Regions from separate parts of the Mus musculus genome. Here all the other regions are linked to region 2. Evidence: chromatin contacts called from public promoter capture Hi-C data. All regions are on one chromosome and are shown on one strand. The core of a region is the stretch at or near the end of the contact, and the rest is flanking DNA. Distances in the headings are between cores, read along the strand shown.

Region 1 (2,700 bases), core at 3-2,502, 690 kb after region 2:
TTTAGGGAACTTTGTTGGGAGTTCTCAAAATCCTGCCTTGCATATGAGTATTTAAGGAAAGGAGACTATTGCTTCCAGAACACTGCCTGGCTGGGAGTCCACCGGGAGGGGCCTGGGCTGTGACCCAGCTCAGACACATAGTTCCCTCCTCTTGGATATCGGTCTCTAGCTCTGCCGATGTTCCAGATTGTCCTACTGTCTCAGAGATTCCACTCCAAGAGACAGAGTGGAGTGGTAATGTGTGAGACAGCGTGAAGTAAGTCACAGTGGATGATCAGGGAAATGGTACCCGATAAGCCCAAAGGCCCTTCCGAACTTGGATTAGGTATTTTAGGCTGAGAATCCAGTCGCTTCTAATCCCACATCCCCTAAATTCAGACAGGGCTGAGGGTTCTGCCTCTCGAAGCCCTTCCCAACGGTGCCGCTGAACAGAAACGCAGTGATTTGGCCATGTATGCCCCACTACTCACTTCCTCGCTGGAGAAAGGAGGCTACACCCCAGTACTTCATCTTGAACTTGGCAGGATCTTCAGTGTCTGTGAAAGTGCCCACCATGTCTGCACACACTTCCCAGTTGCTGCAAAAGCCAAGAGAATCCTGAGCCAAGCCAGGAAAGGGCTTCTACCTCATCCAAGGTACTCTTTTCCCATCCCAGTGAGGGTTGGGCTCCCAGGGAGCCAAAGGCAAGGTGGGAGGCACTTTGGAACGCCGCACACAGCCCACCAGAGGCCACTGACCTCAGAAGACGGACTCGTCCCTTGGCTGTGGCGCTCATATGACCCTTCTCGTCCACAGAAAACTCAGCGATGATGTTGTCTTGCAAAAAGAGACCCTCGGGGTCCTTTTTGGCGATGGCATACCAGAGCCCAGAGAACTGAGAAAGAGATGAGAGAGCTAGGGACTGGAGTCTGGGCTCCACCTCTGACCCGCAGGAATCGGGGAACCCGGGCTGATACCTACACGAGCCTTGTCGAAGTTCTCCTTGACTCGGAAGCTGCTCACCCTGCAGTCGCGCTCGGCGCTGCCGCCTCCCAGAGCCGCCAGCAGCACGAGCGCCCACACCCACTCCATCTCACCCCGGAGTCTGCCCTGCGGGACAGGCGCAGGGTAAACGCGGGGCCGGAGGACCGAGGCCGCCCGTCGCCCCCTCCCGCCCCACCCCGCCCTGCAGGTCCCCGGGGGAGCGCGCGGCGGCTCACCAGCAGGAGCCGCGTGCAAGCCTGGCCGCCGCGTTCGCGCGCGCGTGGAGCGACGGAGCCGAGCGGCCGTCGGTCCTTTATAGCTCCGGGGGGAGGGGGTCGCGCTTTCGTAACCGCGCGGGGTGAAAGACCGCGGGGAGGTGCCGGGGGCGGGAGGGGGGGGGGCGGCCGAGCTTGCATAACGCTCCCTGACTCACTCCTGAACGCACGCGGGGCCCCTCCGTCAGCCTTGCCGTCCCACGTCGCCTATGCTCCGAGCTCCGCTCAGGGTGGTCTCGGTGGAGCCAAACTCTCCAGCCCAGAGGATCCATCGGGGCCAAGAGCTGGCCCGGGGACCCAGCGGCAGCCAGCTGCAGTCTTGGGTGGCCTCCAGGTCCTGTTGCCCTGGCTGGAGGCCTACGTGGCCATGGTGTGGTGATGGTGGCCTCACTGAGCGAAAAGGGACCTATGATGTAGCCTGGAACATTAGCGTCCAGGCCCTGGCTTTCCCAAGTGGCCCCTGCTTCTACTGAGGAGCTGTTGTGAGAAGCTTTTTGGCATATTTTGGCTGTTTTTTTTTCCCCCTTTGAGAAAGGGCATATTTTACTCTTTGATGAGTTGTGGTGCTGTTTGGGTCAATATTTATTCTTTCATTTCATCATCTTTAGAAGGACTAAACCGCTCCCTGTTAAATATTCTCTAGAAACGCAACCTGGTCAGGACAGGAAATATTTTCTCAGCGCCAATGGCCGAGTGGTTGATCGTCCACTTCTCTTGCCACACTCCCCTGAAACCACACTGAAAAACATAATTGCCAAGTGTTTACCATGCATTTTTATTTCTAAGCCATATTAGGATTTATTTATTTCCAGAACAGCGAGGAAAACTGGCTCAGGAAGAGAAAAAGGAGAGGGAAAGAATTCCATAACCTTAATGGTAGTAGCCAAAAAAAGCTGTTGAAGGGTTGATTTTTTTTTTTTTTTTTTTTTTTTTTTTTTTTTTTTTTTTTTTTTTTTGCCTATGGCACGATATAACTCTACATTTCCCTCTGTATTTGGAGTTTGCGATCTGTCAAACTGAACCTAGCAGTTAAAAGGAGGAAGATTTCGACCAAATGAGATTTAGTGGGAAAAAAAAAAATTTTTTTTGACGAGAAAGTATTTGTGTCTCCATTGCCCAAAGTCTGAGCATATGAGAGTACATTGACCACTCTGCCATAGCTATATAAGAGGAGATGGGGAAAGGAGGAGAGACAGAGACGCCACAGAAAGAACTAAGTTGCCATTTCTTTCAACAAGCACCTTAGCCATGCCTGGCAACCTTGCAGAGATACCTGCGGCCTCCTTCAGCTTCCTGTGAGCTTTTGGACATTCACCTGCCTGGTTCTCTCTCCACCCCTGCACCCATTGTGCTCCTTGTAGTCTCTGTGGCACCAGAGACCATGTTTTATTTCCATAGGACTCTACAACTAGGGAAGAGTGTTTCTGGCCAGGAGGCTAACTGGGAAATTTGACTGGACTAG
Region 2 (2,700 bases), core at 123-2,622:
CTGACAGACTCAACTCAAGTGCTCTTCTGACTTGGAGTCACTCACACCCTAGGCTCCTTGACACCTACCTATCTTTCAAACATTATTTCCTTTGGGAAGACTTTTCCTTTTTCAAAGTGACTCTCTCCTTTACCCGAAAGGAGGGGCTGGAGCTCCTTAAGGTTTCGACCCTTACACACGATTTCTCCCTAGTAGATGTGACTGTGTTCGTTTCCTGCTTCCACCAGGGCAGAGACTGCCTCTCTCGTTTGCTAATGACACACAGTAGTTGCTCAAGAAAATAAGGTGTGAAGTGAAACTCGGACCCAGGTCCTCTGGCTATTTCGCCTTCAGTCCCACTGCAGCTGAAGATTAATTCCAAAGGATAAAACTAAATATCTCAGTTGAAAAAAAAAAGCCAGGGAGTTTTTCTACTAATAGAAGTCCTTAGCAGAAACTGCCCAACTCAAGGTGTGGTCACCCCAGGAGGGCGTCAATCAAGAAAATGCCCCTTTGCCCCAGAGGCGAGTGAAGCCGCACAGAGCTGAGGCCACACTGAGCAGCGCACCACGGCTTTGAATAGAAAACACGTGTAAAACCTCAGAGGCCGGCTAAGCGCAGCTGTGTCCTTCAGGGCCTGGGGACAGAGGTCCAGGAGCACCTCCCACCCCCATTGGATCGAAGAACACTGCATAGCCTCTGTCCTGCGCCATACGATTAAGGTTCTATCTTGATACCGGTCTGGAGCAGATTCCGTTAGCATCCAGGGAGGTGGCCGAGCTAGGGGGTCCTCAAATAGGTCTGGAACACCTGCAGCCTCGCTGTCAGTACCCGTCTGGGACTAGGACGCAGCCAACGGCTTGGGTCTTCTCCTTGGAGCGCCGAGCTGCGGAGGTCCCCCGTTCTAGACAGTGCCACCGTTACCCCAAGAAGCGCAGCCTTCTGGCCGCCCGAAGGTGCCATCCTGCCGGCGGCCTCCTGGCCCGCAGAGTCCCATCGCTTCTCCAGGTTCCAGAGGCTGCCCGAGTTTCAGCAGTGGCGCCATCCCGTCAGGATCCGCGCCCCGCGGCGCACGTCTTGTGACCTCCTCTTCGACGGTCGCAGTCGCTCGCTAGGTGCCTGGAACCTCTGGGGGCGCCTGCGGCGCAGGAACACCCTGGCGGAGGGTCCCCGGAGCCCCACAGCCCGTGCGTCTCGGGGGCGGGAGCTGGGCCGGTGGGGGCGGATCGGCGCGGGGGTTAGTGGGGGGCGGAGGCGAATCTGAAGCCAGCGCCATTGGCCGCAGGGCCTGGCGGCAGGAAGGGGACCGAGCGCGGCCCCACCCCGCGGCTGCCCGAGCCTATCGCCTGGAGCGCAGAGCGCAAATAAATGTAGCGCGGCGCCGCCGGCCGGCAGCTCTCTGCGAGGGGCTGCGGAGCGGCCATGCAGTTCCCGCACCCGGGGCCCGCGGCTGCGCCCGCCGTGGGAGTCCCGCTGTATGCGCCCACGCCGCTGCTGCAGCCCGCTCACCCGACGCCCTTCTACATCGACGACATCTTGGGTCGCGGGCCCGCCGCCCCCACGCCCACTCCCACGCTGCCGTCCCCCAACTCCTCCTTCACCAGCCTCGTGTCCTCCTACCGGACCCCGGTGTACGAGCCCACGCCGGTCCACCCCGCCTTCTCGCACCACCCGGCCGCCGCGCTGGCCGCCGCCTACGGCCCCAGTGGCTTCGGAGGCCCTCTGTACCCGTTCCCGCGGACGGTGAACGACTACACGCACGCCCTACTCCGCCACGACCCCCTGGGTAAGGCGGCCGGGGCCGAGTGAGGGCGTCCGTGAGGAAGGCGCTCCCGGCGGGTGGCAGCGCGCGGGAGGCGGCAGGGGCGGACGGACGGGAAGCGCAGTGGAAAAGTTGCGGCGAGCTCTCGGAGCGAGCGGCTCGCGGGTGCATGCGGGGCCCCGGTACTGGGAAGCTCGGCGACTCAGATTGCTTTTCCTGCACCTTGCAGACGTCGGGGCAAGCGTAGTCGGGAGAGACCTGGGGCTCCCGGGGAGGTGGAGGAGGGCGGCCCTGGCCACGCGTGTCGCCCCGGGGTGGGTGGGGGACTCCCTTAGCGAGCGGCCCGGAGAAGAGGACGTCGGGGCGCCCTGAGCCTGGCCCCTGCAGGGCAGGGAGAGCTGCCTGCCCGGGCGGTTCCTGGGCTGGGCTTGGTTCAACAAGCTTGTGCAGTGAAGGAGCCTGACCCTTTCCGTTCATACAGGAAATCTTGAGTTCTCGATAGGAGTAAATCTGGTTTCTGAAGCTGTTAAGTGTTTTCCTGGCTGCATGAAGCAGACCCTTCCCCCGGAGTAGTGCACGCTGCTGATTATTTTATCGACATCCTCAATACAGACAAATTCAGGAAACACTCGACGTCTGATAGCCAGGATCCGTTTTTCTGATATTGTTCATTTCCTCTGTGTGGGATGTGACTTTATGGCAGCTAAAATAACCAGTTGCTTCCTCTCTGCCTCTCCCGCCACCCCCCACCCCCATCTTTGGAGGCTGTTTTGCACCAAGTCTGAAGCCTGACGCAAGCAAAATCTCGGGGGGAAAAAAAAACAATGCCAACTTTCAAAATGTTTAGGTGTAGGTCTGTGGACATAGGGACGGACGGACGGACAGACGCACCACCATCAATTTGGAGAAGGAAAGTGCAGACCCCGAACAAATACTAAGGGCTACACGTTGGCAATTTG
Region 3 (2,700 bases), core at 34-2,533, 620 kb after region 2:
GCCATCTTCCTGCTTTAAACAAATAAAACAAACTGAAATTCCTTACATGGTTTCTCATCCACTAGATTCAGTAACAAATGGATTTGTTGTCTTTTACTTAACAGTGCCTAACTACATTTGTTAAACTCTAGCCCTCGCAGCCACACTACCAGATGGTTATCTGCATCCTGGTATAGATCAGGAAACTGAGGCTCAAGGAAGTGAAATGTTCTCAAGGCCACACATCTATTAAGAGGCATTCAGGATTTTAACCCTTGTACTACATACATTACCTTCATAGGATGCTTTGCTACTGATTTTTTTCGCTGTAAACTTCTGGTATGCCTAGGCTAAGTCTAAGAACGACACGCCATAAGCAATTGTTTGCTTCAAGTTCTCAAGACGCTAATCAAGACCCTGATGTGACCGATAAAGACCAATAAAGACACATCTGCCTGTAGGGCAGCAATCTGGAATCGCTGCTGGGGCTCACAATCTCGGTTTTCAAACTGGGAGTTTATCAGCTCCCTACAGCTTCGTTCCCCATTGCTCCGCCCCTGAGTTTGACAGGGTAAATGAGTGGCCCGCCCGGAAGACTAGGAGGTTGTGCTCTACCTCACAAAGAGAAATTGGTTCCCAAAGAACATAGACCAGTCAGTCCCAGGCGAGGGTCACAGAGCTTGTCCTATGGATAACAGCAGGGTCCGAACACACAGAGAAAAGCAAGCAGGCCCAGATTGAACTGGTCCTCCGACTCTGTCCTTGGCTCCGCCTCCACCACGCCCACACTCCCGCACACCCACACCCACACCCACACCATCACACCCGCCTCATTTCACACCACGTTTCCACAGACACCCTCTATCTTCACAAGGTCCTTCTCTGACCCGGCCGGCACGGATTGTAGCTCCCGTCAGGCTCTATGTCTTGCTCGCCCTTACCTTCCCCACTCTGCCCCTACCCGTCTGCCCGGCTAGTTTCGATCCCCTCCCTCTGATTCCAGAGCCGGTCTTCGCCCCGCCTGCCGTCGGGTTCCAGACCTTGCCCCGCCCCTCCTCTGGCTCTAGACTCCGCCTTTGCCCCGCCCTCAGGCTCCTGGGCCCTCCCTCTCTCCTCCATCCTCAGATTCCAGCCTTCACTCAGATTGCAGGCCCCGCCCTCTCCCGCCTTTCCTCAGATTGCAGACCCCGCCCTCTCCCGCCCGTCCTCTGATTGCAGACCCCGCCCTTCGCCAAGCCGGCAGTGACGTGACCCGCCCTACAGCCGCGGGATTCAAACTCCCGGAAGCGGTGTCCTGGTTGATAAGTGGTCTGCGGCGGCGACGCGAGCGCTGTGTTTGTCTCAGGTAGTGAGTGGTCCCGGCCTCGGCCGGGGAGGGAGGGGAGGACAGCCGGGGCTCGTTAGCCCCTGGGCAGGACTAGACCTCCCGGGAGGAGCGCTGGTGAGCAGATCACGCCGCAGGACTCCGTCTCCCCTGGCTGGAATCGCTGGAACACATGCTGGCTCCCTGAGAGACCCCGCGCTGCGTTCCTGTCGACCGCCGGCCCGCAGGCCATCCTTTCGGCTCCTTTGAACTTGGCGGTATTATCACTTTCTTAACAGAGAGGTTACCGCGAGGCCAGTGACCTGAGCCAGGTCTCTCAGGTCTCCAGTGCGGTCAGCCTTTGCTTAGCAAGCGCTTCTCTTTGCAGTTTTTTATTTTCCTGCCTCTTTCCTGACCCCTCGTAGATTTGGGAGATTTACTGAACGGAAATGCTTCTTTAGACTCCTGACCAGAATGACTTAGGTCCCTTCAGTCGAGTCAGAGATTTCCAAGCAGCTGCCTTTAAGCTCTTGTATGCCCCCCCCCCCAAAAAAAAATCAAAACACAGTTCTTTTGAACAGTTGTTGATTGAAAAAGAAAATGTTGTGAGCAGATAGTACTGACTGCTAGCTTGTGTATGTATGGTGAGTTCTGTGTCCCATATTAAATTTAAGAGAGCACATCCTGAAGGAGATTCCACTAGGACTGGGTAGGGACGTTCCCGAGTAGAAGAACTTTAAAAAAAAAAAAAAAAGAACTTTATGATCGATTGGAATAGAAAATACTGGGAAAGGAAAGACTAGGTGAGAGCAGGATTGAGATGAGGAGGAGTGTGTGCTGGGTCAGCCTAGACAAGAGTCAAGAACACTAAGTTTTTAGGAATCCTCTCCAAAAGTTAGGATGCAAATGTCCTGAGGGTATTTTCAAACTGTTAAGTCCTCCTTCTGACGTCAGCAGAAGCCCAGGGAGAAACGTTTGTGGTAGCAGGTTCCTAAAACACGTTAACTGTGCATTTGCCTCGGCAGATTGTACTAGCAATTTTACTTGGTATTTGTCAAGATAGTGGGCAAAACCAGGTTGAATGCATTAATACAGATTTCGTTCAAGTTTGTTTATGCAGTTCTATTATTTTTAGGCTGATTTTATACAGGACAACCTCACACTCACCGCCCTAAGTAGATTTTCTTGTAGTGGTAGCTTTTATGACTATTAGTATTAATTACAGTTTAAGAATATGTGAATCTCCTTTTCTTTTGTTGTATTGCTGTTGCCTGCTACACTGTTCTGAAAGCTTCCTAGCATCCGAGACTCTATGTTGTTTCTTCTTCTTTCTGTTGCTTTAGCCAGCTTATATCCAGTCCCGATTAGGTTACCTGGTAAAAAGGCTTTGTAGTAATAGTCTGTGATTTGTTTAAACA
Region 4 (2,700 bases), core at 105-2,604, 520 kb before region 2:
TGCTTTAAAAAATAAAAATAAACATAAAATAAAAAACAAAAGCCCTCTCCAGCTGCTTCAGATTCTTCTTACCCTGACCCCTGACCCATTTTGGAATCCCGACTAGCCGACTAGCTTATTCTCCATCCCGGTTCCCTGTCCAAGGACATCTCCCGCCTCGGCTGCGCTACCCTCTGCTTCTCAGCACCTACCCCTAGTGCCCCTTGCCAGCCCGCAGCCTCAGCCATTCCAGAAGTTGACAAAGAAGTTGCAAAGGGAATGCCACTTCTCGGTGCAGTAGGTCTCAGTGAGCTCGGCATTCTGGTCCAGCCCATTGGGTTGGAATCCGGCCGCCGCAGGAGGCTCCGGAACTGGGTCTGAGCCCGCTTTCCTCCCGCCCGAGTTGGACTTCACTAGCAAGGGCTTCTTTTCCGGCTGGGAGCTTGGGGACCGCACCGACTGTCGCGACCGAGCCGGGCTCCGCGCCCTGGACCGGGGCGGCTCGCTGGGACGCGCGGGTAGGCTGGGGTGAGCGGGCGAGTGCAGGTCTGAGCCAGCCGTCTTGCGGGCGCACAGGCGTGGCGGCAGCGGCGCGGGGTCCAGGCAGGGCCGTGGTCTCCTGCGCAGCGCGCCCAGCAGCCGTCTCCAGTAGTGCGCGCGCCGGGCGCCGGTGGCCGCGCAGCGCTCCGGATGCCCGCGGTAGGCGCAATGCAGACTCGCCCCGCCCGGGGTCTGGCAGCGCAAGGCCAGCTCTCCGCCAGTCGGCGTCCCCGGGGCGGGTACCAAGAGCTGCCAGCTGCACGCGTGCTGCTCTGGACTCACGAAGCGACCGGAGGAGCCGACCGTGGGTCGGGAGGCCCGGGTCACTTCCCTGCCTGCTGCCCCCTTGTCCCTCCCGGCAGCCGAGAGGAGGCAGCCTCCCAGCAGCAACAGCAGCGTCAGCGGGGAGAGCGACGCCCGCGGCCTCGGAGGACTCATGCCCGCGTTGGCCATGCCACTCTGGGATTCCTGGGACCTCAGCGCAGGCAACAGGAGGCAAGGAGCATCCTAGGATCTGCGAATGAAGGCTACGGATGAGTCCCGCTCAGCCCTCTCCCTGGACACAGGAACCTGCCAACTCTCCTGACCGGACTTTCCCGAAACCAGTGTTCTCAGTTAGCAGGGAGAAGCCCCTTTAAAGAGCTGTCTGTCCTAAGGGAACAACTTAATGTTTAAGGAATCGTTTTTTAACATTCACTAAAATAGAAAAATGAAGTTTAATGATCACGCAACCACACACCCTCCACCCGTCACCAAACTGTCTACAAAATTATTTCAGATTAATCGGATACATGTACTTTTAGCTTACCGAATTCTAGAAGAGGTGGAAGGGCCCTATTGGAGTAGAGCGAATGACTGCATAAGGGATTAGTCTGTTTTAAACGGCTGTGAATGAACCTGTTATCAATGGGACAGAAGGGGCCTCCCCCTTCATGCCCCTCCCAGACTTCTCTCAGTAGGTTTCGGCCACTGCTAACACACACAGAAGATACACCCGCGTGCAGAAGCACGCGGAAGTGATAGAAGCAGCCATGTGACATGAAATATAAAATGCTGTATTTTGCTCTCACCGCTGAAAATAAGACAAATGTTAACAAAACTTTCTTTCCTTTTGAAACTTGTACATATTTATCTGGTCTATATATAGTTAAGAAAGATGAAATGAAACAATAATATTCAGAACCAGATGCTATTTGCAGGTTTTTTTTTGTTTTGTTTTGGTTTTTTTCGTTTTGCATTGCATGTATTTCTTCTGTGTGTGTGTACCCCAGAGATCCAACTCAGTTTGTAGGGCCCGGTGGGGTGACAAGTGCCTTTGCCTACTGAGTCATCTCAAAGGCCCCACTATTTTCAGTCTTTCTATTTATCATGTCACTCAGTTCTGTATTTTCATCAGTACATCCAAGTAGGGACATTTTGGTTTTTAACTATTTGGGATATGATAGATTAGTTCTAAATATTTTTTCAGAACTCAAAGGTCCTAAAAGGAATGATTTGCTTTGTGGTAGAAAAGTAATACAAATTCAAGTGGTGTAATGTTTAAGTAGTAATCTGTTCTTTGTATGCCTCTGTAGGAGGATAGAATTTGGGTTGGGTTAATTTTGCTGTTGTTTGTTTGTTTGTTTTTGGTTTTTCGAGACAGGGTTTCTTTGTGTAGCCCTGGCTGTCCTGGAACTCACTTTGTAGATCAGGCTGGCCTCGAACTCAGAAATCCGCCTGCCTCTGCCTCCCGAGTGCTGGGATTAAAAGCAAGCGCCACCACCGCCACCCACCTGCAAATTTTTTTTGTTTTGTTTTTTTTTTAAGGTTTATTTATTATTATATATAAGTACACTGTAGCTGTCTTCAGATGTGCCAGAAGAGGGCATCAGGTCTCATTATGGGTGGTTGTGAGCCACCATGTGGTTGCTGGGATTTGAACTCAGAACCATCAGAAGAGAGTTCTTACTCGCTGAGCCATCTCGCCAGCCCAAGGTTTATATATATATATATATAACATTTATAAAATAAAAAGAGAATTTTACATTTGTTTATTGTTTACTTGGTGTGTGTGCTCAAATGCTACAGTATACGTGAGGAAGTCAGAAGACAAGTTTCAGGAGTCTACTATCTCCTCCCACCTTGCAAGTCTCAAGAATTGAAGGATTCAACTCAGGTGGTTAGGTTTAGCAGCAAGTCTCT

The links. Promoter capture Hi-C pulls out the DNA fragments that hold promoters and counts their contacts.
Region 1: a promoter capture Hi-C map of hippocampal neurons shows a contact between it and region 2, with 3 times the contacts expected there. A contact is called at or near these places in 3 of 39 promoter capture datasets (cranial neural crest, hippocampal neurons and liver) and 1 of 484 Hi-C or Micro-C datasets (liver).
Region 3: a contact with region 2 is called in a promoter capture Hi-C map of hippocampal neurons, with 4 times the contacts expected there. A contact is called at or near these places in 7 of 39 promoter capture datasets (the HPC-7 cell line, cranial neural crest, hippocampal neurons and 4 more).
Region 4: a contact with region 2 is called in a promoter capture Hi-C map of fetal liver, with 4 times the contacts expected there. A contact is called at or near these places in 8 of 39 promoter capture datasets (cranial neural crest, fetal liver, hematopoietic stem and progenitor cells and 4 more), 1 of 484 Hi-C or Micro-C datasets (embryonic stem cells), 2 of 130 datasets of targeted methods (hepatocytes and memory CD8 T cells) and 1 of 9 other capture datasets (macrophages).

Annotation. Positions count from the first base shown.
Region 1 is chr19:38,123,559-38,126,258 of GRCm38.p6, forward strand. Rbp4 (retinol binding protein 4, plasma) reads right to left here and starts at 1,253. Exons shown (of 6, transcript NM_011255.3): 1 at 1,200-1,253; 2 at 961-1,089; 3 at 738-874; 4 at 471-577. The coding sequence starts at 1,071. Gm32440 (a long non-coding RNA gene) reads right to left here. Exons shown (of 4, transcript XR_877843.2): 4 at 2,196-2,700.
Region 2 is chr19:37,433,469-37,436,168 of GRCm38.p6, forward strand. It overlaps Hhex (hematopoietically expressed homeobox), which reads left to right and starts at 1,373. Exons shown (of 4, transcript NM_008245.3): 1 at 1,373-1,765. The coding sequence starts at 1,402.
Region 3 is chr19:38,053,758-38,056,457 of GRCm38.p6, forward strand. It overlaps Cep55 (centrosomal protein 55), which reads left to right and starts at 1,284. Exons shown (of 10, transcript NM_001164362.2): 1 at 1,284-1,560.
Region 4 is chr19:36,918,245-36,920,944 of GRCm38.p6, forward strand. It overlaps Fgfbp3 (fibroblast growth factor binding protein 3), which reads right to left and starts at 1,355. Exons shown (of 2, transcript NM_028263.1): 1 at 1,328-1,355; 2 at 1-1,033. The coding sequence starts at 972. The coding sequence ends at 220.